Regions from separate parts of the Mus musculus genome. Here all the other regions are linked to region 1. A link is a contact called in public ChIA-PET, HiChIP or PLAC-seq and promoter capture Hi-C data. All regions are on one chromosome and are shown on one strand. The core of a region is the stretch at or near the end of the contact, and the rest is flanking DNA. Distances in the headings are between cores, read along the strand shown. Region 1 holds the start of Rccd1 (RCC1 domain containing 1). Region 2 holds the start of Iqgap1 (IQ motif containing GTPase activating protein 1). Region 3 overlaps Iqgap1 (IQ motif containing GTPase activating protein 1). Region 4 overlaps Iqgap1 (IQ motif containing GTPase activating protein 1). Region 5 holds the start of 5430400D12Rik (a long non-coding RNA gene). Region 6 overlaps Iqgap1 (IQ motif containing GTPase activating protein 1). Region 7 holds the start of Crtc3 (CREB regulated transcription coactivator 3).

Region 1 (4,073 bases), core at 600-3,099:
TTTTTTTTCTTTTTGTTTTTTTTTGTTGTTTTTTTTTCTTTTTGTTTTTTTTTTTTCTTTCTTCTCTTTCTTGTTCAATATTCATATCTTAACTTGTCTACCAGGATTAGTTACCCACACACATGTTTCTTTCTGCAAAATAGGATGTCAGTTCTCAGGGAGGTCTTGAGAATTTAAACTCTACTTGGCCCCTACTCAAAATGGAAGTCTTTTTTTGTTTGTTTGTTTCAAGACAGGGTTTCTCTATATAGCCCTAGCTGTCCTGGAACTCACTTTGTAGACCAGGCTGGCCTCAAACTCTAAAATCCTCTGCCGCCCAACTGCTGGGATTAAAGGCGTGCACCACCACTGCCCAGCCAAAATGAAAGTCTTATTCCAAATAGTTCCTTATATTGGCTCAGGTGACTCTCTTACCTTGGGGCCCATCCCAGGGGCAGCTTACACTATAAAAGCTTATACACAGGTGCAGAAAGTGCTGCAGGGTGGTTGTTTCGGGTCCAAGGGTAACTATACAAAGTCGTTCTACTGACTTCTATCGTGATTGGTTTCAAGGGCACAGAACATAACTATATAATCAATCTTAGCATTAGAAAGTTCCTTAGGAACAGCACAAACATGAGAAAGTTTCTTTATAATGGCAGGCTGTCCAGGTAACGGTTACCTAGGCCTTAACCTTCCATCTAGGCCTTAACAGTGGTCTCTTTCTTTGCAACCCAGAACTTATTTCTATTACCACAAGGGAACTGTGAGGCATGTACGTGGGAGATCAGATACAACACTAGGATCTGAGGCCCACAGCTCCAGTCTCTTAGCCTTGAGAACTTTAACCCCGAGTCTCCATTCAAATTGACTCCATTTTTCTCTAGACTCCCAATCACACAGCAAGTGTGGAGCTGAGCCGTGTCCTATGGATTTATAAGCCTCGTCCCAACAAGAAGAATAAACACCTGGGACCTAGGTGGGCGTGCCTGTGCACCTGGATCCTATTGCACAACTTCAGTTTTACAAGGCGAGTGGGGACAGCACTGCTTGTATCTACCTAGCAGAACTGTTTGCAATAAATACAAATCAAAATTTAAGTGTAAACAGTCCTAGCTTAGTTTACACAGTAGAATTTAACGACGAAAATGACCATTGGCTCTTACCGGGTTTCAGAGGCATTTGGACAATTTCCACTGGACCTTACTCGGTCGTTTATTCAAGAAGTCTTTGCTGCGCCTTTCCTTTGACTTAATGTGATGACTATGGGTCCCAGGGAGCTCAGGCTGAAATTGGGAGACAGTCGCGCGGTTCAAAATGCAACGCCACTTCACTCGAATGGATCAGAATTTTACAGACACTCTCGAGCCTCTTAAGTCAGATCTGAGACTACAGCTCCTGGATCCCCAACCAAAGGAATCTTTCATCTTCCCATTAGCCTGTACCCTCAACTCATCAGGAAAGCCCTTTAAGCAGGAAACCTTGAAAGTGAGCAGCGCATAGTAATGTATGGCTCGGGGAACAGATGGCCGGCGGAGTAAAGCACTTTTTAAGGGCCTCCGCGCCAAGCAACGCGGTCATTCGGTGCGCCAGCTTTTCGGAGCCAATCGCAGGCACGAGCGGTGACGTCACCACTGGGGCGCGCCTGACCGGCACACATGCGCCGGGTTACCTGCCACCAGGCAGTAGGCTGAAGTCTCCTGTGCGCGCCAACAGCAGTGGACGCGGTTGGAACCACTGAATGAATGGATACTCTTGACGATCCGAGGGAAACGGCGGGCGAAGACCAAGCCCTGACACCCTCCATTCCCTTTGAACAAGGAAGGAGGTCGTTCACTACTGAACAAGCGCAGGACTGAGGGCCAAACAGGAAGCTGTAGTACTAGTGCCTTCACTGATTGGCCCAGGCTCTGTCACTTACTTGTACTGAGCCAATGAGTGCCAAGCCTGGACTCCAGCCTCTAAGAAACCGGTGTTCCTAGCCATATAGGGAATCTATTTGAGTCCTGTTTCTCCTTCAACCTGGCAGAGTTACAGAAAAATGTATTTTCCCCGAGGGAAGCGCACACTGACCCCAAATTCCAAACACAGACTGGGTAGAGATCACAGAAAACTCACAATATCATGACAAATGTATCCAAGGACCAGCATAAAAAAACGACACTGAAAAAAAAAAAAAAAAAAAAAGCTGGGCAGTGGTGGCGCACGCCTTTAATCCCAGCATTCGGGAGGCACAGGCAGGCGGATTTCTGAGTTCGAGGCCAGCCTGGTCTACAAAGTGAGCTCCAGGACAGCCAGGGCTATACAGAGAAACCCTGTCTCGAAAAAAAACCAAAAAAAAAAAAAAAAAGAAAGAAAGAAAAAGAAAAAACCAACCAAACAAACAAACAAAAAAAAAAAAAAAAAAAAAGACACTGAAATTTGATCAGCTTCCTAAGCTTTAGGCTAACTCACCAGGATTTAGAAAGAAACCAGCGTGGGTGTTGGCACTTGTAATTCCTACAACTCTTAACGGTTGAGAAAGGATTATCAGTTTGAAGCCAGCCTGTCCTACCCATATTAAGGCCTTGTCTACAAAGGTTCTCCATGGGCCCACTGGCTTCCTTCTGTTACAGCAACAGCGCTCTACAGCACACTTTGCTGATGTCCAGCTGTTGCTCCTGAGTGTCCCACCCTCAGCAGCCCCGCCTACAACAACAAACAGATGCTTTAGTTCCACAGAATTTATTAGCGGGGTGAGCCTGCTGGCAGGCTCTGATGATGCTCCCAGCATGTGAGGATGCTGTTGTGTCCTTCCTTCTTGATGCCCATAATCCTCAGGCTTGAATGGGATGTACGTCCCCCAGCCTCAGCTCTCTACAGTACAGACAGGGCCCTCCTGAGTGCTGGCAGGGCAGGGCTGTATGCTGTGTGTCCTGAGAACACCAAAGTGCAACTGTGGCAGCTGTGGAGGCGAGGCAAGTATCGAGCATCCCAGTGCTGACTCAGAGCTGTGAAGGGTGACAGATGCGTGAGCTGTGGGCCCCGGGCCGATCGTCACTCTCCGTCCTGGTTGGGTTGGATGAGTCTATATTCCACTGCTTTCTCCAGGCAGGCTGCGGCAGCCCTGGTGACTGGGCTCTCCTCGCCCTTGGCCAACACTGACAGGATCTCCAGGACCTCACTCTCCATCAGGGTGCCGGCGATCTCCTTCGAAGACTGCATCATGTTCAGCACCACCACGGTGCCCCGGTGCTGCAGCTCCTGGTTGGGGCTGAGGAGCAGGGCCTGCAAGATCTCCAGCCAGTGTGTGGTCTGTAGGAAACGGGCGGATGTGAAGACTGGCAGAAACCACATCTACGCTCTAGGAACTCCCCGACACAACAGCCATACCACCATGTAGGGAACTGCTAGCTCCTTCAGCCTCCCCCGCCCAGACCAGGTACTCACCACTTGAGGGATACGACTGCAGAGTGCGGGCCGCATGGAGGTGAGCATGGCCAGGCCCCCAGCAGCCGCCCTCCGCAGCAGCTCATCATCCTCGCCGCTGTACAGCACCAGCAGCTTCAGCCGGTCATTGCCCTGGGCCTCGAAGAGATCTTGCACCTGGGACAGATGGAGGCAAGGACCATGCTACCGGGGTTCAAAGCCTAGCCGAAGGGCAGGGCTGCTGGTACCTGTCATGGCAACCACCGGACCAACCCCGGCACCTGTCAGTCATGGCGACCGGCCAGACCAACGCTCACCTCTTTGCTCATGGCTAAGTTACACATGCACTCGGTAGCTGCGCGGCGGATCATCTCATGCTCCTCAAACATGTAGCCCTCAATCATGGGCACAGCCTTCTCCTTCAGGATCTTCTGCCTGCGGGGTGAAGGTGGAAGGACACGTATGACCAGAGTCTCCATATCCATAGGTGCCGCCCTATCCCGGGTGGCTGAGCCCTGAGCTCAGGTGCTCCCCTAGCAATGCCCAAAGACTCTGCTGTGCTGGTTAGGAACTGCAGTGCTTTCTAGCCTTCTGGCCTGGCAGGAAACAGCATGGGGTTGGGTTGTTTGTTTGTTTGTTTTTTAAGAGATTTATTTATTCATTATATGTAAGTACACTGTAGCTGT
Region 2 (4,073 bases), core at 728-3,227, 480 kb after region 1:
CAACCACCCATAATGAGATCTAACATCCTCTTCTGGTGCGTTTGAAGACAGCTACAGTGTACTTATTTATAATAATAAATAAATCTTTGGGCCTGAGTGAGGGGTTGATCAGAGCGAGCAGAGGTCCTAAAAAAATCAATTTCCAACAACCACATGAAGGCTCACAACCATCTGTACAGCTACAGTGTACTCATATACATAAAATAAATAAATAAATCTTTAAAAAAGAAATTATCAAGGAACCAAAATTTTAAGTGTTTTAAATATATATGTACTACATTTTCTTGTAGCTTCAAGAGGCATCAACTATAGTCTATCCTTGTTGGTCACACTCTCCCCTCTCTTCATAACCGAAGCTCCTGGACTACACAGTTTACACACATGCTCCTACTCTAGCCCAGACCCATCCTGTGATCACCACTATTTGACAGCTGAGGATACTGAGGCTGGAAGAACTCAGTCAGAGGGCTAATCAAGGGCCTTTGCAGCCCACCTGACTCCAGGGCCTGTGGACTTTACCTTGTAGCCATCTGCCTTCTCCACTGTCTTCCCAAGGGATAACTCCTTGGGAAGGCAATCAGAGCTATTCTCACTCTAGCCTGGGCTACTTCGGGAAATCCTTTTTACTTTTCTCCTCTCCCTTTCAATTCCACCTCTGCACTTCGATGCCCTCGGTTTTCCACGTACAGTAACCCTATGTTCTCCAATACCATATTTAGTTTGTGTCTGCCCTCTCAAAGTCATGTCTTGCTCACCCTGCCCCACACTGCATCCTCCAAGCCTCTGTTTAAAAGTCAGCACCTACCTTCCCATGGCCTTGTTAAGTCCCTTCTCTTCACCCCCATTACTCTTTATACCCAGTTAGAGTTAGTTCATGCATCGTTTATCTTTATTGCACCTTATTGGTTTTTTTCTTGGAGCTGAGGACTTGCACTTGCTAAGCAAGCACTCTACCACTGGGCTAAATTCCCAACCCCTCATCTAATTATCAATCTCTGTACACCTGTCTCTTTCTCGGACAGGTTTTGAAGGCACTGTTTGATCTTTTTCATCCCTAATTTCACAAACGTAGCACACATTATAACACTATCCAATGCATAACTGGATGTGTTAAAGTATCCTTTAAGAAAGTACTTTTCCCAAAACATAAAATCTAAACCTGGGACTCAAAGGGATCCTCTTGTAACTACTATCCCACGTACAGCTGGTTAGTTTACTAAGGTTGCAGGGATAGTCACAGAAAATGAGGAAGTGGGGGGAGCCGGTTTGGGTGTGTTTATGTTTTAATTTTACTTTTGAAATGCTAAAGAAAGAACCCAGCAGGAGAAAGCATAAGCTGCTTGCCTAAAACTGCACCTCGCAGCTAGCCTGAGGCTGCGCGGGTCTGCGCCCTGGGTCACCCTCGCAGGCAGCAATCCGGGCAGCACCTTCCCACCACGCCCGAGCAGAACCCCTGGGTCCAGTGCCCAGGACACGCCCTGCACAGTCAGTTCTCCTGCCACCTCACCCTAGGCCGTCTTCCCCAATCTCAGTAGAACTAACCGGTGGAGGAGCTGGGTGGGGCTCCCCTGCCGCAGCGCCTAGCGAAGGCAGAGGCCTCCAGGTTTCTACCCGCCGCCTCCGGAGCTCGAGAAGGCTCGGGCGCCAACCTTGCTACCAGCCATACAGCCAGCTGCTCTTCCGGGTCCGTGCGGTCCCAAGCCACCCGGCGCACCCGCCCGGCTGAGCCCCTGGGAAAACCCGAGCTTGGTCCCTCGCCCGCGCACCCCCAAGCCCTCGGCACTCACAGCCATAGTGCGGCCGGACCACACCCAGGCCATCAACCTCCTCCGCGGCGGACATGGCGGCCGAGTCCAGGTCTCCGGTGAGGAAGCGCAGAGACCTTGAAGACGCGGGCGACCGTAGCAGCAGTAACTCCTGCCCAGTGCGCGGGCTGTCGCTGTCCTCAGAGCCCCGCCCCGCGCCATCGGCCCCACCCTGCAGGTCCCGCCCCGCAGACCCCGCCCTTGAGTCCACGCCCAGCTGCGCTCCCCGGAGCGAGCGGAAGGGGCGTGGTCAGTATTACAGGACCCGCCCCTGCCCTCTTCGCTCTCCACTTGCGGAAGCGAGGAGGCGGGGTGCTGTAGCGAGTCCCTAGGCCGGCTTGGTCCGTTGTCCCGACACTCCTCCGCTGTCGCCCTATCTGCGGCTCTGACTAAAAGGCCGCCAATGTCTACAGCTTGAAATCCAAATGTTTTTAGGCGCCTGCCTTCTCCTGACAACTGAGTTAACCCCCTCTGCACCGCGGCTCCTTCAAGGAGCCGTTGCAAGTGGCCCAGAGTGTGATTATTGGAAGCAAGTAGGACCCACTGTCAGGAAAGACTCCCACTCCTACTCTCTGCTACATTCTGTCAATCTGACCTCTGTTCTCCCCAACAGTGCTAAAGAATAGAACTGCTCAATCTCTTAAACTGGGGGATGACGATGCTCACGCGGAAGAGCTGTTTATCAGCTCTTTACAATCTGCAAGATCTTAGGGGGGTTATCTTGACCCTATTAATAAGGATGCCTCGTCTCTTTACCCTTGTGATCTTTTAAAGTGCCAGTATTCAACCGAATTCTATTCTGAACCAGCCTGGATTGGAGTGAATCACTGGCTCTAATAATAATAATAATAATAATAATAATAATAATAATAATAAAGTAAAAGTCCCATTCTCAGGACTCTTACCCTCACCATAAACAGTTGATGGCTTCTACTTACAATCCAGACCATCTAGAAGCCCCTCAGTAGTTCCAAACTATCTAACGTGCATTTTTGGACCTCTCACAGACACTAAAACCTGTCAAACGTTGATCCTGTTCCTGCCCCACTCTCTGGAAGTGTTCCATCACCAGTCACACACACACCCCAGGTTCCTCGACTCACCTCTATTTCTGAAGCATCTAGTTTTGTTTCTGTCCCCACCTGTGATAACACTTTTTTGATCATCATAATCTCTATTCTCACTTGTGCCAACCAGATCATCATGATTGCCAGCATGCTCTTTCCAAAGTACGGAGTTCTTTGGGAAGGGGGACAAGTCTCACTATGTAGTTCTGGCTGTCCTGGAGCCCACTAAATAGGCAAGGCTACCCTTGAAGATCCACCTGTCTCTTCCTCCTGATTGCTAGAACTAAAAGCATGTGCCACCACACCCAGCTTCCGAGTTCTTGTCATAGATGTAATTTTTCCTGTTACTCCCTTCACAGTGCAGTTTGTGTACTTTCCCATGCCAGGTGGGCACCTTTACAACCCAATTCCAGGCTCTTTGTTCCAGCCATTTTCAATTTACTAGCTCTTTCCTTACAAACTTTCTTCTTAGTTGGGCATGTTGAGGCACGACTTTAATCCCAGCACTCAGGAGACAATAGCAGGCAGATCTCGGTGAGTTCAAGGCCAGCCTGGTCTACATAGTGAGTTCCAGGACAGCCAGAAATGTGTAGAGAGTGTGTCTGTGTGTCAAGATAAATAAATGAAAAGTTAAGAACTTTATATAGTGCTTAGGATACAGCCCATGCCCTGACATGCGCTAGTCAAGCCCTCTGCCACTAAGCTACACCCATAGCCCTGAGCTCCTAAAGGAAGAAGATAACTTACAATCTATAAGCAGCTGCACTACACCAGTCATCTTAGTACTCTTGGGGCAGAGGCAGAAGTCCTCACTGCAAGTTCGAAACCTGGGGTAGGCAGGTGTGTACAAGATTCTGTCTATAAAGAAACAGGAAAGAGAAAGCATACAAGAGGGCAGGGGATAAAACTCAGAGGCAAAACACTTACTTGCCTTGCATGCATGAGGCCCTAGTTCTATCTATGTACGTATGTGTGCCTTGTGGTTACCTGGCATCTGAGGTCAGTGGAAGGTAGGAGATCCCCTCAAACTGGAGTTACAGTTGGTTGTCAGCTACCATGTGGGTACTGGGAATCAAACCCAGGTCCCCTTATCAGCTCTTAACTCCAGCCCCAGTGTATGATGCTTTGTCTATTCATGTGTCTCTGTTCCATGTGCATTCCTGGTGCCCTCAGATGCCAGAGAAAGGGATTAAATCCCCTG
Region 3 (4,073 bases), core at 526-3,025, 450 kb after region 1:
CCAACTGGCAATGGCAAGCGGCAGATCGTTTTCAAGTTAAAGCAGAGAAGAGTTTGCCAGCCACAGCCAGGATTCGAGCTTAAAAACAAATCAAACAAACAAACAACCCAGAGAAGACCCTCAGACAGGACTGAACCCTCAGATACTACAGAGAAATGGGAATCCAGAATAAGGACTCTCTTCTGATCCAAAGGGGCTGGACTCAGACAAAAGCACCAGCAGGGCCATCTCCGGGGAAGGTAACTCTGGTTCACCTGTCCGGAGACTCAGGACACCGCTGTAGAAAGGACACAAGTCCAAAACCGCAACAGAACTGAGTTGCAATCCCAGCACTATCGAGGCAGAGGCAGGAGGATTTCTGAGTTCAAGGGCAACCTGGGCTACACAGAGACCCTGGGGAGAGGAAGGGAGAAGAGGGAGAGAACAAAAGAGAGAGGGGGGAGAAGGGGGAGGATAGAGTAAATTAGCTCAGCTGGCCTTCCTGAGGCCCTGTGATCGGAACCTAGCTGTCTTCATTGAGACTGCCTTTTAGGTGAAGGCTGCTGGCCCGCCACCTGGACAGACACTATCATGGCGAGTGTCTAAGATGTCGCTTCCATAGATGTATGAGTTGATAAGAGACACGACATACAGAAAGGGGGGTACAAGAAGTGGGGAAGGAGTGGGGATCAGTCCAGGATGGGGGGAAATCCAGGGCCAGGGTTGTGTGTGTTCAGTCATTGTGAGGAAGATGTAGGCGTGCCTACAAGAAAAGAACAAAGATGGAGGACTCAATAAAGAAAGCAGGCCTGGGAAGAGTGGAGGTGACAACAGCTAAGATAGGAACATGCCCTACCCTACCTGAGCAAAGAGGGAAGGAAGCAAGAGTAAGCAAGAATGACACGATATCTGACCCCACTGGACTTCCGTTTCCCGTCTGTAACACGGACAGGAGCAACACCTAACACCTCCTAAAGTTGGTGTGAGGAGTGGAGGTCATACACACTAAGAGCTAGGAGGGAAGTAGTTAGTTAGCTATATATCCGTGTGTGTGTTGGGGGGGGGTAATAAGTCAGTTAGCTATATATGTGTGTGTGTGTGGTAATAAGTTAGTTAGCTATATATCCATGTGGTGTGTGTTTGTGTTTGTGTGTGTGTGTGTGTGTGTGTGTGTGTGTGTGTGTGTGGTAATAAATTAGTGGTGGCGCACGCCTTTAATCCCAGCATTTGGGAGGCAGAGGCAGGCAGATTTCTGAGTTCGAGGCCAGCCTGGTCTACAGAGTGAGTTCCAGGACAGCCAGGGCTACACAGAGAAACCCTGTCTCTAAAAACAAAAACAAAACAAAACAAAAAAAAGTAAGTTAGCTATATATCTGTGTGGGGTGTGTGTGTGTGTGTTAATAAGTAAGTTAGCTATATATTCGTGTGTGGGATGTGCGTGTGAGGGGGGGGAGGGGAGAGAGAGAGAGAGAGAGAGAGAGAGAGAGAGAGAGAGAGAGAGAGAGAATGTAAGACTGCTCAATTCCCAGAAATAAATCTTCTAGAGGCGGAGCTCCGTGGTTACATAATACTTGTCTACCTGGTCCTACTGATAACATTTTTCAGTTCTTGGCCCTACCCATTCTGCCACCAGGGAAACAAAGCCGTGCCTATCCCAGAACGCTACAGTGGCAAGGCTAAAACAAGCCCGGACCAAGAGCATACATATGCAGAAAAGCATCAGGGTGGGAATCTGAATTAGGGGTCTGTGAAGAGGAAACCAGTGGAACAAGTTCTGCAGAGCACATGACTTCAGTGGTTTCCCCGCTCTGTGCAATACAGAAGGGGAACCGACCAATGCCGGAACTGGCTGCCCCAACCGCTGAGAATCAGTTCCTCCAGGAGCAGAAACTCAAGCTGCCACACCCATCCTGCCCAGTGGAACTCCAGGCCAGGATTACCCTATGCTAGAAACCTCCCAAATATGGTCAGCTAGTCCTATACTGGGGATTCCATTAAACCACCCTTACACGCAACCCCTGGGTGTGCAAGCGGCCTGAGGAAATCGACAGTGTGTGCCAGGTACAGGCCAGGGAGAAAACCAGCAAGCCGAAGACAGCAAGCACTGTGTGTCACAGGAGGCTCCCTGGGCAGCCCGCTTCCCAGGGAAAGCCTTTGGGGTTGAGGGGACCAGAAAAGGGGTTTCATAGGAAGAAACAGGTCAGGCTGAAGGAGACAAAGAAAATGTGCAAACTCTTTGCGTATTTGAAACAGGAATGAAGGGATAAAATTTGATTTAATGTCGGGTGTGGTGTCAAACACCTGTAATTCCAGCACTGGGAGGTAGGGAAAAAGGGCTTGGGAGTCCAAGGTCACCCTTAGCTACAAGCCAAACTACCTGAGCCAGTCTTTAAAAAAAAACAAAAAACTTTGAACTTTGATTTTAAAAGATTATTCTGAGCAGTAGGAATAAAAAGAAGGGGCCTGCAGAGGAGAAGGCATGAGATGAAAGAAAATTCTACAGTAGTGAGGGGAAAACACAAAAGCTTGTTTCCAGGCTAACGAGCAAAATGAGAACTCTGGATGGCATCTATACTTTTTTTGGTTTTTTGAGATAGAGTTTCTCTGTATAGCCCAGGCTGTCCTGGAACTCACTCTGTAGACCTGGCTGGCCTCGAACTCAGAAATCCACCTGCCTCTGCCTCCCGAGTGCTGGGATTAAAGGCGTGTGCCACCACTTTGCTCAGCGAGCAAATGATTTTATTAAGAGCTGGATCAGAAAAGGTGTCTCTCATAGCAACGGGTCCTCTGTCTGACTGGGTTGGTAAAAACTAACAATTCACTGAATATTACAAATGAATTTTATGTCATCTAAGTTAAAGTCTACAAATCTTTTTTTTCATTGAATTTATTTATTTGTTTATGTGTGTGCCACAGAGTATGTGCGGAGGTCAGAGGACAACTTGCAAGAGGAGGTTCCAGGGACTGAACTCAAGTGTCGGGCTTAGCGGCAAGGCAAGCAAAGCACCTTTACCCACTGAGCCAACTTCCAGAATGTTTCATTTTAAATAATTAAAAACGAAAACAAAAACAAAAACGGAAACTGAATGAAACCTAGACAATAGCTAAGTGTCTGCAACTCTAGATCAGTTATTGTAGCTGTGACCCGGGGCTCAGTGGAGGGAGCTTACCTAAAGTCACCCCAAGAACTCTTCCCAAAAAGGGAGAGTGGATAAAAAGGATAAGCAGCTCCTATAGGAGAGAGAAAACAGGCTCCCATTTCTTAATAAGAACAGTATTTCTGAGAGCCCTGGGATAAGGTAACATACACCTTAGAGTATATAGTAATACACACCAAAATTTTAATTTTCAAATCTATGACTTGGTAACAACAAATTAGGAGGAGTGGCTAGCTATGGATTTTTTTAAAAGATTTATTTTTATTTATATGAGTACACTGTAGTTGTCTTCAGACACACACCAGAAGAGGGCTTCGGATCCCATTACAGATGGTTGTGAGCCACCATGTGGTTGCTAGGAATTGAGCCCAGGACCTATGGAAGAGCAGGCAGTGCTCTTAACCTCTGAACCATCTCTCCAGCCCAACTATGAATCTTATTAAGGACACAGCTCTTTCCTGTAAGGTTTGCAACAGTTGAGGAAGAGAGAGGGGTGTGAAGGGCTCTAAGAAAGCTACAGAGAGGAGCCCTAAGCTCAGCACTCCCTTAGTGTCCAGAGAACTCTGGAGTTCATGTTCTCAGAAAAGAAACATTTTTTACACACAATTCAAAATCCAGAATCTGAAAAAGAAAGAAGGAGGAGGAGGAGGAGCAGGAGGAAAGAAAGAAAGAAAGAAAGAAAGAAAGAAAGAAAGAAAGAAAGAAAGAAAGCCAGCCAGCCTGCCCTCAGTTAAAAGGGAGAGGGCGTGGCATGGGGAACAGACACAAGGCTCGCTCAGCACAGTGAGACAAGAAAGCTCCCCTGGACACAGAGCCAAGGTCATTGCTGATCTTGGCAAGAACGATCAGTGAGAAGAGAAAGGCCCACCAGCTGCAGCCTCTGGATTGGGATGAAGAGGACACAGAGGAAGAAGACAATCACCAGGAGAGGCCAGG
Region 4 (4,073 bases), core at 777-3,276, 420 kb after region 1:
TCTGTCTAAATCCTGCAGTCAAAACACCGTCCAGAAAAGACGGGCCATGCACCCTTCAGCACTACCGTTCAGGAATGAGAGAGCTACAACATTTTCTCTGCTGTGAACTTCTGTCAGCCGTCCACAGACTCAGATAGTCAGAGCTGCTGACATCCTAGGAAATGCGAACAGCCAAGTATCTCGGATCCTTTCCACGCTCTCAATAAAACTGGTCTAGTTCACGCAGCTATCTACAAGCGTTCAGAGTTTAGGACTATTTCCTGCAAAGTGAGCCTAAATACTGTTTATCCACACTGCGTATCTTGGCCTACATCTGTCTCCTGATATGCTCAAGGGCTTAGCTCATGGACATATGTACCCCCCCATGACCCACCTGCTGCCAGTCTCTTCTTCTTGGCTTCAGCAAGGTCACTCTGGTACGTTTCCCCACATTCGGGGATCACTCCATATAAGCCAACGTCGGGAGAACGTAGGGCACTCAGGGTTCTGCCAACATCACCGCTGTCTACTGCTTCATTGATGGCAGAGATTCCTAAGGCAACTGTCTCGGAAGAGAGTTATTAATGGAGCAATTTAGGGGCTGTCTGTGTTCACATGACTTCACCCAGCATACCTACTGGCCAGCTACCCTGCCCAGCACCTGTTGACCTCACCCTCCACCTACACGTGAGCCAGACAACAGACACATGGATACTTACACCTCTGGGCCTCTTGGGTGTCTTTGTTGGACTGCCAGATTCCACCTTGAATTTCATCCAACCATAACACAGCTGACTCATCCTGTGTTTCCTACATATGATTGAAAGCAAAACAGTACGAAAGCCATGGTGAACATCAGGGTATGTGTGATGAGGGCCTTCTGGGGCTCAGCTACAGAAGAAAAAGCTCCACAGATGAGCCGTGGATTAAGTGAATGAAAAGAGCCAGGCATCAAATACCCTGCCCTAAAGTTAAACAGGAAATGGCTCCAATGTAAGCAATGGATGAATGAATGAAGGCCACTCAAACTGTTCAGGAAGCTGACAGCCGTGGAGGGCGCAGGAGCAGGTACACTGGGAAGGGGCCCAGGGACTTGTACCGTATGACAAAGGCCAGAGTATGTGTATTAATACACAAGGTCCAGAAAGCTTCCTTTGCCCTTGAAACACACACAGAGGCAGCTCAAATTCTCCAATACAACCAACGCTTATGTCTTATGTAACCGGATCCTTTTCCTTCTCAGATTTAAAACCTGGAGTTACTGCTACTGCAAGAGTTCTTTTTTGTTTGTTTTGCTTTGTTTTTTGAGACAGGGTTTCTCTGTGTAGCCCAGGCTGTCCTGGAACTCACTCTGTAGACACGGCTGTCCTCAAACTCACAGAGATCCACCTGCCTCTGCCTCTGCCTCCCAAAAGTTGGGATTAAAAGTGTATGCCACCATGCCCTGCTTAAGCCTTTCATTTTAAAATCATTTGCTGGAAACTAAACACACATGTCCACACACAGGATTCTAATAAATGGTGACGAGATAGCCAGAAAAGCTGTACAGTCTGAGCGGGCTCCTGTGTCAGAGGTGATGGAGCAGAACTGGCTTGTTTCACTCTTGCTATAGTTTATTTTTCCTTAAGCTAACATGTAAGGGTTCAATATAGGATTCTGATGCATATACCATTTTATTATTCACCCCCACCCTCCCTGATCCCCCCCCCCTTTGCTGGTTTCTTGTCTCCCTTCAAATATTTTTCCTCATGTGTTCATGTTACATATACTGAAGATGGGGAATGGCCACACACAATTCCGAGTCCTCAAAGTACTGTAAATGCTAACATCAACTGCAGGGTGAAGCCACAATGCGGCAGCCACAGGCTGTGACTCCAAGAGCTGAGAAGTCAGAGGCAACAGGGCGGATGGTCCTAGTCTGCAAGAGAAACTGCCCACAAACGCTACGACCAAAGCAAAGGCACTTCCGTGGGCTGGAATCCAGCCATTGCGGGTTCACTGCTAGGCTGATCTCACATGCATTCCAAGAAGAATCAGCTAACAGCAGAGCTGGGAGGCCAAGGGAGAGCCTTCCCCTGCAGGGAGAGAGCGCTCTGCAAGCGTTCTGACTATTCACAGTCCTATCCCCCACTGCCCCATGCAGGGTAAAACAAAGAGCTACGGTTAACCTTTCTTTCACACATAATCCTCACACATAAGGACCAAACAATGGAGCTAAGGTATGAAAGGCAAGAGAATGAAGAGAAATTGGTCTGGCATATGCTCTAACTAGTTCCTGGTGGCTTACACACAAGCATGTGTATACAGATGGGAAGAGAGTTTTAAAAGTCACGCATGTACATAATAGTAAAGTGATGCTCACCTTGGGCATTAAGACTCTCCTACCCAGGGACTGGTGATCATTCTTACAAAGTGCTCCAAAGGCACCAACTTCAAGTAAGGAAAGAAATGAAATGGCAGACTCGGGACTTCTAAGAAACTTCTCACTAAAAATCCTGGCTAAAAATAGCATGGATTAGCTTTTGTAAGCTGACAAGATGAAGGAAGGTTTGTAACAGTTAAGAGCTGACACAAAGGCATTTCCCACTGAGTGAGAAAGAACGTGAGCTCGGTGCTGTTCCATCTTCCCACAACCTATCTGGTGCTCCCTGGGAGGTCACCAGTGCTTCCCCCCCCCCCCATCCCTTATCCTCATTGGATGACCAGGGCCTTCCCCAGCTGTTTAGCATCACTGATGCTTGTGGTGATAATGTACAGTCTCACCACCACCACCACCACCACTAACCAAAAACACTGAGAAGGCAAATCTGGAGAAGAGGTGTGAGCTGTGAGACCCTTGACCTGGATGGGAACCGAGAGGGCCACACCTGGTACAGATGGGGTGCAGAGACTCTTCTATAAGTGATTGTGAACATAGGGGAGGCAATGACACAAATTTTATAATGATGTATCATATGGCCTGCAAATTATATTCCAATAAAATCGAAAGCTCTAAGCTCCGTGTCTGACCAAGCCTGGAGAGAAAGCTGCACAGCTGTAAACAGCCTGCCTACTGAGCGGAAAGCACAAAGGCCCCTCAGCAGGGCAGGGAGGCCCCTCAGCAGGGCAGGGAGGCCCCTCAGCAGGGCAGGGAGGCTTTACAGGGTCTAGGGATTCAAGGACACCTGTCCAATTGTTAGCAAATCACAAGCTGATTAGGGAGATTTTCCTGCATGTACATGACAAAGACAGTTCACAGAATTCAGAAACGCCTTGAACAGCTGTGCACCTGCAATCTCACTGAAGCAAGCCCCCATCTCAACAAAAACCCTAGAACACCAAATAAGTGATGCATGAGGGCAGGAATCTGATTTCTGCAGTTAACACATTATCAGTAGAATGTTTTGTTGCCAAATAAAACACACAGCAACAACAAAAATAAGGCATGCAGGGACTGGACAGACATACAAACCCACCAGACGACAGACAGATGCTACCACTGAAGTGCCTCAAGGTGAACTTGTGGGCCAAGACTCGGATCAGCTATTTTATATATGTTAAAGAATTAGTGGGGATTGCGGCAGGCACTAAAGTATGACAACATTACCTAGGAGCATCAACAGAGAGAAACCACACTCTTAAACACAGAAAGTACAATAACTCAAGCAGATTTGATTGTGTACGAGGAGGGAGAAAGTCAACTTGAAGACAGGTCAGTTCTGATGCTCTAGTGGGAAAGTTAACAAGAAAAGGGGAGAGAGAAGTGAGTATTGCAACAGGGTGGCAGGGTAACGTCGAGCCAGTGACAAAGGATGCACAACAAAATAAGGGCCCAGGAGACTCGGCTTCTCTGGAAAACTTCTCTCAGCCCCGGGATCACCACAGACACAAAGACAGCACCGAGAGAACTGCACATGAAATACTTTATGTGGGGTTTTGATTGTTTTTGACTTTTGAGACAGGGTCTCATGGAGCCCAAGCTAGCCTTGAACTAACTGTGTAGCCGAGAGCGAGCATGAATTCCTGATGTGGCTTCTCCTCGGCAGAGCTGGGGCTCAGGCATGTGCCACCACACCCAGCTACAGACTAAATTTAAAGTACAATTTTATGCTTGC
Region 5 (4,073 bases), core at 789-3,288, 400 kb before region 1:
TGATCTATATGATCTATATCAGATGGAGATATACAAATGGCCAATAAGCGCAAGACAGGTTCAGCATCCTTAGTCACTATAGAAACTAGACATCAAAACCATTTCAAAAGGCGATCGATTTTCATCCACTAAAATGCCTTCAATAAAGACAACATGGCTAGGATTATGCAGCTCAGTGGTGGAGGACTGCCTAGAAGGAGGGGTGCTCTCAATTCCCTTCCTAGTTCAGAAGGAGACATGAAGAAATTGCAATACTGATACATTGCTGATAACAATATACAACTAGGAAAACACTTTTCCAGTTCCCCACTTAGTTATTATGTGGCCTAATGATTCTACTACATATGAAGTCAGGAGAAATAAAAAGAAATGTCCATACTAAAACTCAACACATGAATGTTCAGAGCAATTACTGGGAAACACAGATGACCAGCAGAGCACAGTGGTGCATGCCTATAACTCTAGGATGTGGAAGGCTGTGGTAGGATCTCTTTTGGTGGTTGGTTGGTTGGTTGGTTGGGTTTTGGTTTTGCTTGCTTAGGGACAGGGCAGTTGATTGTGAACAGGGTAGTTGATTATTAACAGTAAGTTTCTTTAATAGAGATAAAAATGTTCTCAAATTGTGACAGATGCCACTAAACTGCATACATTAAGTAGCTGTATAGTGATTTTTAGCTCAGTGAAAAACTTAGAAACTAGGAGAAACAAATGCACGTGCAAATTGAAGTTGTAAACCCTGTCTTGAAAAACATAAACAACAAAAAATTGAAGTTGTATTCAGTGTTCTATTTAAAAACGTAGTTGGAAAATCCTATTTTAAAAAGCAAATACTTTTCATTTATGATGAAAAAAGGAATAAAAGACCCAGAGACATTTCTGTTTGTTTGTTTGTTTTTCAAAACAAGGTTTCTCTCTAAAGCCCTGGCTGTCCTGGAACTCACTGTGTAGACCAGGCTAGCCTCGAACTCAGAAATCCACCTGCCTCTGCCTCCCAAGTGCTGGGATTAAAGGTGTGTGCCAGAACCGCCCGGCAAGACATTTCTTAACGTGTACAAAAGGTGGGGCTGAAGCCTGAAAGTCTTCTGATTTTATTCCCTCTCAGACAGAACCAGTCTCTCAGGAGGATATTTTGAAACCTAACCACGAATAAAATATTGGGGTACAGAAGGCAAAGAACGGCATCTGCGTTTCCCCAAAGGAAATGTTTCCAGAAAATTCAAATGTGCACGAACATTGCTGAGGCATTCCATGATGGCATTTGTTTATTTGTTTAATTATATGATTTCTTAAGATGCGGTCTGGTGTAGCTCAAGCTGGCTTAGAACTAGCTGTGTATCTGAGGATAACTTTGAAGTCCTGATCCTCTCGCCTCCATCTCCCGAGTTCTGAGCTTTGAGGTGTGCACCACTACAACTGGCATCTTGTAAAAATAGCTCATTTCCCCCTAATTTTAAAAGAGACTTTCTGCAACCTTACAGGATAAAAAGTATCCCAACCCTGATAAGTGCCAGCCAATGCTGAAGCAAGTGATTCCACGAAAGAACTTCTCTCCATGCCCTTGAGAAAAAATAAACGTAAAAGAACCCAACGACCAGATCATCACAAAACTACGCTCATCAATTTAAAAAACAAAACAAATACAGAAACAAAAAACTAAAGACAGAGGCTGTCACCCAATATCTCAATGCGGCACACTGTGTACTGAGTCTGTCCCTAAGACCCAAGGGAAAGTGTCACAAAACACAGAAAAGCCAAGATCCAGGAAGGATGAGGGAGGAGCAGGGGGGTGGGTCATGCACGGTGCCAGAGCAGGAGATGCTGCTGAGCGCGGCTGCGGGCCGTGGGGAAGGGATGGCTCTGGTGCTCCGCAGGGGCATGGTTGGTGGGGCTGCACTCACAAAACGCTGGTAGAAGCGGACCAGCCGCGGTTTTCCATGGTTGTTGAAAACCAGAATCGCCTGAATCATCTTTGCCGGTCCCGCTTCTCTCGGTACCACCTGCTCCAAGAACGCACCTTCTTCCGGCACAACACGAACACTTCCTGTTGGTGTCCCGCTGAAAGCTGCTCCCGGAAACTTAGTCTCGGTACCCCTGGGCACCGAGCACTAAAGTGTCCTGCCGCTCTGGCACCCTGAGAGGTCGGCGCGCTTTCCTGGGGAGCACGGCTGTAGAAGCCCAGGAGCACGGTCGCCTTGGCCAGCCTGGGAACGAATCCAAGCCTGGCTGGGACTGAGCCCCTCATTCTGGTTCCATCCTGGAGCCAACCGTGTCGGCAGCAAGCATCGAGACTGGCAATTCCTGCCAGCAGCCGCGCCAGTTTGAGGGACCAGTAGGTGTTTGTGTTTCTTCTTCTAACCTTGGACTAGCAAAAGCTAGGCTTTTATGTTGCAGTGAATTAGGCAAAAGTCTGCCAGTCAAACGGTCATTCTCTCCTTTAGATGGTGAAAGTTGACATCATACGGGATCTCTCATCCAATCCCACATAAACGGAACGGTTGGTCTCAAACTGGTAACACCTTTTCTCATTTATTTATTCATTTAGTTATTCGTTTGTTTGTTTATATGTTATCTTTCTTTGAAACGGAGTCTCACTGTGTCGCCCTGCCTGGCTTTGAACTCAGAGATTCGCCTGCCTCTGTGACCCTAAATGCTGGGATTAAAAGCCTGCACCACCACATACATCCCTGGGATTTTAGTAAATAAAAATTCAAATGACTATTGCATTGAAGTGGGACAAAATGATTCAAATGTTGGACGGAAATGTCAAAGACAATTCTAAAACAGAGTAGCAAGAAGGAACCAGCTTTGCCCACCAATCAAACCAAGCAGGATAATTTGAAGTATGTTTTAAAGTTACATTTATATGGATTTTTTTGGAGAGGACCCACGCGCCTGCAACGGTGCATGTGTGGAAATCAGAGGACAATTTGGGGAGTCAGTTCTCTCTTGCTGTGTAAAAGATCTAATGTAAGCCATCAGACTTGGCAGTGCCTTTACCTCACAAGCCTCAAATCATAATTAAAAGGTGAAGTATTATTGAACTATAACACAATAGTCTGTGGTAAACAATTTTAAAGATTTAATTTTAATTATGTTGTATGTGTATATGTCCAAATGTTGCTTCAGGTGCCCTCAGAGACTAGAAGAGGCCACCTTAGAGCTGGAGTTTATAAGCAGCTGAAGTGAATGCTGGGAGCAACTCCAGTCGTTTGGAAGAGATGTAGTCTTTCCAAGCCCTTGGCATGAAATAATTTTAATATATGATGTAGGGGCTATCATAGTTTGGCTGTAGGAAGGAATTCCACAAGTGCTATTGAGATAACTGATTAACACTTTGAAGAAAAAGCAGCTTAGTTTTTTCATACTTTCATATATGTTAGGGCCACAGTGGATTAAAGAGGTAAGGAAAAAACAGAGTAAGGACCTGGGAGATGGCTCCACAGGCAAACTCACTTGCCCTTTAAGCCTGGCAAACTGAATTCAATGCCCAGAACCCAAGAGAGGAGAGAGCTGGCTTCCAAAATTTGTCTCTCATTGCTGTGGCACGTGTGCACTCATGTTCACACACAACATTAATAGCAATAAATGTGTATGATAATGATACAGCTCGAGATGTAGCACAGGTGGCAGAGCGCTTACACAAAACCCTGGATTCTGTCTCCAGCACTATAGCTGGTATGCCAGCACATACCTGCGATACTCAGGAGACAGAGGCAGGAGAAAGGCAAAAGCTAGAAGCCATCCTTCAATGGGAGTAACAAAAGAAAAAGACGCAGGGGCCAGTGAGCTGTCTCAGCAGGTGAAGATGCTTGCTGCCAATCCTGATGACCTGATCTGGATTCCCAGAACCCACATGATCAGAGGGCAAACTTATTGTCCTCTGACCTCCATACACACACACTAATAAATCTAAACAAAAAAAAAAACAAAAAAAAAAACAAAAACCAAACCTTTTTTGTTTAAAGAAGTAGATACAGGAAATGAAAAACATTTAATTTCACTATAAATAGAAGAAAGGGCAAATAAAAGTATATTTAATAATTTTCACTTTATCAAATATTTATTCAAAATCT
Region 6 (4,073 bases), core at 571-3,070, 390 kb after region 1:
GCTTCACAAGGAGAAGGGAGAGGGCACTGACGTCCGTCCGTCCGTCAGAGGGAGTGTGAACTGAGGCACCGCCACTGGACCAGGTCCTTGCTTCTAAGGAATAATGGAGGATCCTAGAAAGACAGCCGTGAGGTGCTGCCGTTTTTTGTTAACTCTTCTGGGCGGCGAGCGACCCATTACTTCCCATAGAACTTTTTGTTGAGAAGGAAGATCAGGAGGTTGACATTCACTTTAGCTCTATCAAATAATTTCATAACTGCAACTCCTTCATACTGTAGCTGCAGCAAGTCCTGTTTAAAAAACAAAACAAAACAATTTCACCATCGAATCCAGAACAAGAAAAGGAAGGACCCCACGATCCAGGAGAGGAGAGGCAGGACTTCTGTGCCAGGTGTGAAATGGTGCAGCAGGTCAGACACACTTCTCAGTGCAGAGCTTTACGGGGCACGACTGCCCTGGGGCCAGCTACCCTGGGTGCTGGAGCAACAGGGAGCCTACAACTTAGTCTTAGGTTATCATTTAGTTTATAGTAAAAGATTCTAAACACAAAGGGAAATTAGGAGTTATGTTCAGTTAAAATACATTTAAAGCTTATTTCAAAAGTTACAACGGTAGGGGCCGCTGGAGCAGTGAGCAGGGCATGGATGAGTGGGTGAAGCATCATCCTCAAGAGGCAAAGGGGAGGGTGGAGAGGGGAGAGGGGAGATGGGATGGGATTTGTTGAGGGGTAACTGGAAGGGGGATATGATTTGAAATGTAAAGGAATGATTAATCAAAAAGAAGTTATGATGGCATTTCCCCATTGTTTCAGATGTAGGTTAGAGGTTTTAATACACATAGAAAAAGTAAAGGCATTTCAATTTATGAAATATGCCAATGAGAATGAGAAATGAAAATGAGAATGACCTGTAATGTCTCAGTACCTACCAGTTGCTCTGCCCCCGCCCCGCCTCCACCCCTGGCACTTTTGCACAGGCTGACCGAATACTCCTGACCCCATGGTGGGATGACAGGTATGTGCTGCCTGGCTCAGTTTCTACAGTGCTGAGATCAAACCCAGGGGTTTGTGCCTGCCAAACAAGCATTCTACCAACAGAACTACATCTCCAGCTCTGCAGTCTACTGGAGTCCTTTGTTTTTAGGAGACTGAGCCCAGGGTCTCTTGTAAACTGAATATGACTCCAACTTCAACTCCGCATGAGAAAGGTTGTCTAACGTAAATGCAAGTACAACAGGAGGAGCAACCATCCAGCACCGAGCCTGTGTGTGGCCTCGGTTAGGCACCTTACACACTATTTTTTCAAGGCATTACAAAAACCTTATGAAGCATAATTATCTGAACTTTAGAGATGAGCTGCTGAGGCTCAAAGTGTTGGGTGGCAAGGCCATCAGGAAAGAGCTGGCTCTGGGGTGATCGGTATGATCGGCTGTTTTCTAATGTTCTCTGCAGTCCTGGCGGCTTACGACAGCACTGTCGTCACTACCACTAAACTGGTGAGTGGTGGTGAGGAAGGGCATGAAGGGACCGCAGTGTCCCAAGGATGGGGACCATGGTGTGTCCTCTCTGCCTAGCCTAACCCTAACCCCAGGCACCTATGAGGCAGACCAGTTCCTGAATCCGAGCAGCAGTGTACAGTCTCCTTAGCAGACTGGTTGGCCTGCACTGGCAGTGAAACCAATGGAATAGGGACTGTATGCAGTATGCTTAGTTACAGTGTGTGAAGAAATCCTTTCACAGTTACTGAATTAATATGCGCTGAGAGACTACTGGTTACCAACAGGGAGGTACAGATGACTAAGACATACTGTCTTAGGAGTTCCCAGTTTTGGGGGTGGCAGGGAAATGAGTCAGCTCGCACTGTCAACAGAGGATGTCTCAGGGCTGCTGAGTCAAGGGGAAGGGCCATCACTGCGGCTGTAGGGGGGCAGCGCGGGCCAGTGCTCACTGTTTGATGGAGGCAGGAGGCAGGTAGGGAGCAGAGGGAGGGAGGCTGATTCCAGGAGGGGAGAGCATCCTGTGCAGAAGGCGGAACGCTTGCTCACAGAGAGGCACCAGCCTGGTTTGCTAGACCACGGCAGTGGCAAGCAAGGCAGGGTGTGGCAAGACATGGAAGAGCAGTTTGGCAGTAGAGCATGTGTGAGGCTCAAAGTTTGATTCTCAGCACTGCAAAAGAAATGAGCCAACCAGGCTGAAGAGGTCACTCACTGGTTAGGAGCACTGACTGCTCTTCTAGAGGTTCTGAGTTCAATTCCCAGCAACCACATGGTGGCTCACAACCTTCTGTAATAGGATCTGATGCCCTCTTCTGGTGTGTGTCTGAAGACAGCTACATACATAAATACATAAATCTTTAAAAAAAAAAAAAAGAAAAGAAAAAGAAACCAACCAACAAAAACCGTAAGAGGTCTACTATGTGGTACACACATAGTTGGGTCTGGACACCGCTCATGAATCCTTTCAATTGTCTGATTATTTCTGGCTTTGGATTTTGAAGATTGCTTTCACTATACAGGCTGGCCAGGAATTACAATGAAGTCCAGGCTGGCCTCAAACTCTGAATCTTCTTGCCTCTGTCTCCTGAGAGCTGGATTACTGGTGCGTGTCACCATCCTTATTTGGTACATTTTTTAATGTGCAAAAATAGATATTTAGGCAGCTCGGCATGGTGGCACATATCTATAATCCCAGCATTTGGGAGAAACAGGAGAGTCAAGTGTTCAAGGCCAGACTCAACTACATAGTGGATTTGAGGATAGTTTGGGCTACATAAGATTCCTCCCACTCCCCAAAATCAGGTATTTGGGGTTGGAAATTGAACTCAGTGGGAAACAGCCTGCAAGCACAATGCTGAGGGTCAAATGTAAGCACCAGAAAGAAAAAAAAAAGAAACTTAAAAATAAATTAGGGGCAGCTACGTTATAAAACGGCTACAGAGTTAATTTTGAATTTAAAATGTGATTCAGAGTTACAACGAGGCAATGTGTTCACAAATTTTAGTAATATCCCTAACAAAAGGTATCCATATCAAATAAAAATGAAAACAAAGAGAGATTTCAAGTACAGAGCAGCAAAGAATCTCTTACTGCTAACACTGGTGGTTAGGTACCTCCTTCAAGGCCAGGGCACCAGCTCATCAGGGCTGGAGTGAAGATTCAGGTGTCAGAGCACTCTAAAGCATCCGCACAGGACGACTCTCAGAGGACACAGACCACACCCAACTCCCCAAGCCCTTAGCTTCTCCCAACTAGGCGCCCACCGAGCTCTCTGAATACACAAAGCTCTCCCCAAAGGCTTTCCCTTATCTTTTCTCCCACCTCATCGGAGAGCGTCACGCCTGAGCCTGTGCACACCCACCTGATAATGCAACATGAAAGTCTCCATCTGAACTCCCATGAACTTGGCTTTTACTTCAAAGTCTCCAACTTCTTCTGTTGGACCAATTTCGAAGATAACATTTTTAAATCTGTTGAAACACAACACCGTATGTGTGAGCTTTGAGTTTTTAGGTAATGAGACTCTGAGATGGGGGAGGGGGCACTAGGGGTAGATTCTGGACCTAAGTTCGCCTGGAGCGGCAGCGCCATTGGCAAAAGCATCCTGCTGTGGTGTCTGCTTTGACACCTGGAGAGAGAAATGGTCACCCCTCCCTGAAGCACTTGCAATTTGTTCCAAGACGGCCCATGAGAAGGCCACCAAAGCCTGAAATGGTGAGACCAGATGGCCCCGCCCTGAAGCAACAGTCAAAAGTCAGTGAGAAAAGGAGCAGGGTGTGGTGGCGCACACCTGCCATCCCAGCACTCGGGAGGCAGAGGCAGGGAGATACCTGAGTCTTGAGACCAGCCTGGTCTACAGAGTGAGTTCCAGGATACCCAGGGCTACACAGAGAAACCCAGTTCTTGGGGAAGGGGAGGGTGTTTGAGGATTGTGAGAGATGAGTGAGGAAGCAGAGGGGTCAGCAAGGTTGCTTTACTGGACTGAGAATGTATGTACTTAAGGATGAGTACACACGGCCCTAGGCAGGAAACCACACAGCACCAGCAATAAGTACGATTATGCTGCTCCCCAGGAGAAC
Region 7 (4,073 bases), core at 1,071-3,570, 360 kb after region 1:
TAAATGTTTTGGTCTATGAGTGTATAGACGCTCTACCTAGTGAACTATATACACAAGATTATGTGCAAACACACATGAGTAAAATCAAAACTATATGAACACTAAGGATCTAGGAGGACCTGTTTTTAAAAATCTGACCCAGATCTGATGGTGCATGTCTGTGATCCCAGCATTAATGAACTAAGGAAAAGGGATGTCGAGCTAGAAGCCAGCCGAGCTACAGAGCACAAAAATAATCTGGGGGCTGGAGAGATGGCTCAGAGGGTAGGAGCACTGACTGTTCTTCCAGAGGTCCTGAGTTCAAATCCCAGCAACCACATGGCTCACAACCATCTGTGATAGAGATCTGACACCCTCTTCTGGTATGTCTCTTCTAAAGACAGCCACAGTGTACTTACATATAATAATAAATAAATCTTTAAAAAAACATTTAAAAATAATCTGTATATCACTCATGACCTCAGCACAAAGGATGATTTAAAGGGGGCCTCAAAATCGCATGAGCGACTGGACCAACTCTAGCTATACAGACACATAGAGCACATGTATGTGTGCATAAAGTCTGCCTTGTAACATCAACACAGGCCTTACACTAATCCATGGCTTTTACCCACACCTCTTCAATACATCCGAAGCTTGTCAGGCTCAGTCTAATCAAGGTCACAAAATGTCAAGGCCTTAGATGCCAACCTGTAAGCAGTATAACTGCTCAGGGCATAAGGACATTTTTTTCCTTGAAATTTTCAGCCTTCTATACAGAAGGCTGTATCTATCTGTATCCTGTATCTATCTCTTATCTCTCATATATTCCTTTTTTTCTTCTTCTTCCTTCAGTGCATGGAGAATGGAAGTTCAGAAAGCAGTCCACTTTGCCCTTACTGATGAGTGGTCTCGGTGTAGGGGGCTGTAACAGTGAGCCGTGTAAAGTGTATTATAGCAAGAAAGAGTTCACACTCCACTTGAGGGAAGTAACACTCAAGATTGTTTCCAAGTCTCTTAATTTTAAAGTAAGTCCGTTTAGTTTATGCTATACATTTATGTTAGTTTAGTTTATGTTAAATTTATGTTAAAAGAAAAAACTCCCAATTTAAACCCTAGCAACAGATTTTAGTTTTCTTGTTTTTGTTTTTCAATCCCAAACACTATGGTGGCCAAAATAGAATACGCTTGCACCTTGGGAAGCAGGGAAACAACCAGCTTGCAATCTGCTCACACGTCTGCTTCCAGCTGTCCACCCCCAGCATCTTCCTAGCCTCCCCCATCTGACAATGTGCCTTCAAGGCCAGCACTCAGAATCCTCAAGGCTGCCCACTCACGTTGACCCTCTGCAGTCTACACAGACACTCCTGCCGTCTCCATCCCCTGCCGTCCGCTCCAGTTGTCTAGCCTCCCAGGTGTTTGTTCCGACTCGCTCTTACTCATTCCTCTGGGTCCCTCCGCAGTCACCATCTGCGCTAGGCACCCTGTCAGTTCTCACTAAATATCTGATGCTGAGCAAATGCACCGGACCACGGAAAGCACCTCCAAGAGGCGAAGGAGGGAAAGCCACGGAATCTCAACGTGGTACCAAGGCCCCCTGCCACTCAGGGGCCAGCCGTCGATTCGCTTGTGCGTGCACCAAGTCTTCCCCTCGGGGAGGATGTGCGACCCTCCGGCCCCCGAGGCCTTCTACGCCGACAGTCAAGGGCTCGCTGGCCGTGGGTGTCCACGGAGAAGCCGCACCGCCCGAACCAGGCGTGCCTCGGTCCGGCCTCTGAGCTGCAGCTGCGTGCGATTTCCTCTCGGGGTCATCCTCCCGCTTAGGCCGCCCGGCCCCGCTGCCCGCCTCCCCGGGCTCGGCCGTTTCCAGCTCAACGCACCGAGGCCCGTCCACCGAGATAGCAAGCCGCATTCGGTGTCGCCAGGCCGGCCAGAGCCGAGGCCGCGGCCGCCCCGGCCCCACTCCCCACCCGCGGCCCCCGCCCGGCTCCGCCGCCGCCGCCTCGGCCCGGCGACCTCTTCCCCGCCGCGCGGACCCGCCCGCACCGCTCGCGCCGGCCCCGGAGCTCACCCGGGACAGGGTGAGGTCGGTCATGAGCTGCTCGAAGGCCCGCGTCTCCTCGGCCTGCCGCTGCGTGTGCAGGGCGATCTTCTCACTGAACTTCCGCGGGTTGGCGCTGCCCGAACCGGGCGAGGCGGCCATGGCGCGCGCCCGGCGCTAGCGGGCTAGGCACACGGCAGGCGCGGGGTTCCGCTGCTCGGCCCACCCGGTCTGTCCGCAGGCCGCCCAAGCCGCCGCCCGAAACCTGTCCTCCGGCGCGACCCGGCAGAGGAGCCGCCGCGGCCCCAGAGCCAGCGAGCGGCCGGGAGCGCGCCGAGGTCCGCCCCCGCGCGGCGGCTCCGCCCTCGGCGCGGCCCGCCCGGCCTCCGGGCCCCGAAGCCCGGCCTCCCAGCCGGGGAGCTCGACCTCCGGCGAGCCGACCGAGGGCTGAGCCCACGGTCCCCAGCCTGCTTCGGGACTTCTCACACCTATATCACGTCTGTAAAGTTAAGCTGCACCAATGTGTGAGAGCCGCTGGGTACCACTGCCCAGTGTGGATGTGTACATATGTATATGTGCATGCAGGCACCCACGGAGATCACACTAATCTAGGAACCAAACACGGGTCTTTGCCTCTGTAAGAGCTGTTTGTACTCTTAACTGAGCCATCTCTCCCATCCGTTCAACTTCGCTGGTAAAACAGCAAGTGGCCTCGTCAGGCTTCCCCCTTTTTAGCCCAGAAGCTGCTTCCAACATAATTGTACACCAAGATGTCCTGGAGAGTGTTGAGCATGACTGTGTTCTGTGAATTAGGACGTATTAGCGACATGAGGAGAAATACGGAAAATAACAACAACGCCCACGCACCTCATGATTAAACCATCAAAACATTTTTGCAGAGCCTGGGGACGGTGTTCAGCTGTAGAGCGCTTGTGTGACAAGCCCTAGGCCTTGGGTTTGATTCCAACACTGCAAATAAAATTTAAAAGGCATTTTGGGGCCAGCTAAATGACTCATGTGGAAGGAGATAACTGACTCCTGAGACTTGTCCTTTGGCCTCCACACTCAGGCTGTAGCAAGCACATACCTAGACACACATACACAATAAGACTTTTTAAAAATCGTTTTGCTTCATATGCTTGGAGTTTATTTAAAAAAAAAAAAAAAAGAACCCCACCTCATTCTTTGTCTCCATAAAAAGTAACTATGTTGGTAGTGATGTCTAACACTACTGTTCATTTTTTCAAAATTAACATATACTTATTATTCTGTTCTTCCTTTTATTGTGTATGATTTATTAATCCAGTTACTCTATGTGGGATAGGAAGTTTTATGTTTAAAATTTATACAAAAATGAGGCTGGGCATTATGGCAAGTGCCTGTAATCCTAGCAGTCAGGAGTTAGAGGCAGCAGGATCAGTAGTTCAAGGTCCTCCTTGGCTACATAATGAGAAGAAAGCCAGTCCAGACTGTATGATGACCTTGTCTCAAAAACAAAACCAAAAAGAATTTATAGACATGATGTGCAACTTTTGTATTTCCTGCAACTGTTTTTATATGTGTTGGTTTTTTACATTCATTCATTATTCATTTTGTGTGTGTGTGTGTGTGTGTGTGTGTGTACTCACATCCGCCAATAACTCAGGTTGGTGGCAGGCACATTTACCGACTTAGGGAGCTCACTAGTCCCTAGATTGTTTTGTTATAATTAGGCTTATGTGTCTGTTGTATTGTCCTACCCACCATGCTTTTTTTTCTTATTTTATATTTCTTGATTTTTATATGTATGTGTGTATGCTTGCATGCAATTATGTGCAGCATCTATGTATAGGGATCCTTGGTAGCCAGAAGGTGGCCTTAGTCCCCTGGAGCTGGAGTTACAGACGGTTGCTTGTGAGCTACCATCTGTACCATGTGGGTGCCGGGAACTGAACCTTGACCCTTTGCAAGAGCAGTAGGCACTCCTAACCACTGAGCCATCCCTCCAGTCCATCCATGCTTTTTCTTTACGTGTTGCCTTCTGCTTTTATGCCATACTGAGTTCATTTTCACA

Evidence for each region. Promoter capture Hi-C pulls out the DNA fragments that hold promoters and counts their contacts. ChIA-PET counts read pairs in DNA pulled down with a chosen protein or histone mark. HiChIP or PLAC-seq counts read pairs in DNA pulled down with a chosen protein or histone mark.
Region 2: an RNA polymerase II ChIA-PET map of memory CD8 T cells shows a contact between it and region 1, with 89 read pairs. The contact joins the promoter of Iqgap1 here to the promoter of Rccd1 in region 1. A contact is called at or near these places in 4 of 39 promoter capture datasets (cranial neural crest, hippocampal neurons, liver and 1 more), 4 of 115 datasets of contacts at active chromatin or transcription factors (bone marrow-derived macrophages, craniofacial prominence, memory CD8 T cells and 1 more) and 1 of 9 other capture datasets (liver).
Region 3: a contact with region 1 is called in an RNA polymerase II ChIA-PET map of memory CD8 T cells, with 270 read pairs. The contact joins the enhancer-like site here to the promoter of Rccd1 in region 1. A contact is called at or near these places in 3 of 39 promoter capture datasets (cranial neural crest, liver and pre-B cells) and 6 of 115 datasets of contacts at active chromatin or transcription factors (bone marrow-derived macrophages, effector CD8 T cells, memory CD8 T cells and 3 more).
Region 4: an H3K4me3 HiChIP or PLAC-seq map of stem cell-derived neural progenitor cells shows a contact between it and region 1, with 2.9 times the contacts expected there. The contact joins the enhancer-like site here to the promoter of Rccd1 in region 1. A contact is called at or near these places in 6 of 39 promoter capture datasets (the HPC-7 cell line, hippocampal neurons, liver and 2 more) and 4 of 115 datasets of contacts at active chromatin or transcription factors (embryonic stem cells, large pre-B cells, pancreatic cancer cells and 1 more).
Region 5: an RNA polymerase II ChIA-PET map of memory CD8 T cells shows a contact between it and region 1, with 8 read pairs. The contact joins the promoter of 5430400D12Rik here to the promoter of Rccd1 in region 1. A contact is called at or near these places in 3 of 39 promoter capture datasets (hippocampal neurons, liver and pre-B cells) and 2 of 115 datasets of contacts at active chromatin or transcription factors (memory CD8 T cells and pro-B cells).
Region 6: an H3K4me3 HiChIP or PLAC-seq map of bone marrow-derived macrophages shows a contact between it and region 1, with 3 times the contacts expected there. The contact joins the enhancer-like site here to the promoter of Rccd1 in region 1. A contact is called at or near these places in 9 of 39 promoter capture datasets (the 3T3-L1 cell line, the HPC-7 cell line, HPC-7-derived erythroid cells and 5 more), 1 of 484 Hi-C or Micro-C datasets (the C2C12 cell line), 3 of 115 datasets of contacts at active chromatin or transcription factors (bone marrow-derived macrophages, large pre-B cells and pancreatic cancer cells) and 2 of 9 other capture datasets (adipose tissue and liver).
Region 7: a contact with region 1 is called in a promoter capture Hi-C map of liver, with 3 times the contacts expected there. The contact joins the promoter of Crtc3 here to the promoter of Rccd1 in region 1. A contact is called at or near these places in 9 of 39 promoter capture datasets (the 3T3-L1 cell line, the C10 cell line, the HPC-7 cell line and 5 more), 2 of 484 Hi-C or Micro-C datasets (the G1E-ER4 cell line and bone marrow-derived macrophages), 5 of 115 datasets of contacts at active chromatin or transcription factors (bone marrow-derived macrophages, embryonic limb bud, embryonic stem cells and 2 more) and 2 of 9 other capture datasets (adipose tissue and liver).

What each region holds. Positions count from the first base shown.
Region 1 is chr7:80,322,605-80,326,677 of GRCm38.p6, forward strand. It overlaps Rccd1 (RCC1 domain containing 1), which reads right to left and starts at 1,850. Exons shown (of 9, transcript NM_173445.4): 1 at 1,146-1,850. Unc45a (unc-45 myosin chaperone A) reads right to left here. Exons shown (of 20, transcript NM_133952.2): 18 at 3,705-3,822; 19 at 3,409-3,564; 20 at 2,688-3,273. The coding sequence ends at 3,016.
Region 2 is chr7:80,801,354-80,805,426 of GRCm38.p6, forward strand. It overlaps Iqgap1 (IQ motif containing GTPase activating protein 1), which reads right to left and starts at 1,978. Exons shown (of 38, transcript NM_016721.2): 1 at 1,788-1,978. The coding sequence starts at 1,842.
Region 3 is chr7:80,777,661-80,781,733 of GRCm38.p6, forward strand. The region is part of intron 2 of Iqgap1 (IQ motif containing GTPase activating protein 1); the gene reads right to left. Among named protein-coding and RNA genes, the nearest start is that of Iqgap1, 24 kb to the right of the region's middle. Within about 2 kb of position 1,776, at least 245 of the 459 cell types and tissues checked have an H3K27ac peak or open chromatin away from gene starts, as enhancers often do. A contact at or near this core is called in bone marrow-derived macrophages, effector CD8 T cells, liver and 4 more, where this site is marked.
Region 4 is chr7:80,743,420-80,747,492 of GRCm38.p6, forward strand. Iqgap1 (IQ motif containing GTPase activating protein 1) reads right to left here. Exons shown (of 38, transcript NM_016721.2): 16 at 699-789; 17 at 374-541. Among named protein-coding and RNA genes, the nearest start is that of Crtc3, 57 kb to the left of the region's middle. Within about 2 kb of position 2,027, at least 68 of the 459 cell types and tissues checked have an H3K27ac peak or open chromatin away from gene starts, as enhancers often do. A contact at or near this core is called in embryonic stem cells and stem cell-derived neural progenitor cells, where this site is marked.
Region 5 is chr7:79,918,611-79,922,683 of GRCm38.p6, forward strand. It overlaps 5430400D12Rik (a long non-coding RNA gene), which reads left to right and starts at 2,039. Exons shown (of 2, transcript XR_003946805.1): 1 at 2,039-2,329; 2 at 2,439-4,073. It overlaps Ap3s2 (adaptor-related protein complex 3, sigma 2 subunit), which reads right to left and starts at 2,030. Exons shown (of 6, transcript NM_009682.3): 1 at 1,899-2,030. The coding sequence starts at 1,967.
Region 6 is chr7:80,713,656-80,717,728 of GRCm38.p6, forward strand. Iqgap1 (IQ motif containing GTPase activating protein 1) reads right to left here. Exons shown (of 38, transcript NM_016721.2): 37 at 3,356-3,464; 38 at 1-290. The coding sequence ends at 177. Among named protein-coding and RNA genes, the nearest start is that of Crtc3, 27 kb to the left of the region's middle. Within about 2 kb of position 1,821, at least 105 of the 459 cell types and tissues checked have an H3K27ac peak or open chromatin away from gene starts, as enhancers often do. A contact at or near this core is called in the C2C12 cell line, bone marrow-derived macrophages, neutrophils and 1 more, where this site is marked.
Region 7 is chr7:80,686,557-80,690,629 of GRCm38.p6, forward strand. Crtc3 (CREB regulated transcription coactivator 3) reads right to left here and starts at 2,321. Exons shown (of 15, transcript NM_173863.2): 1 at 2,051-2,321. The coding sequence starts at 2,182.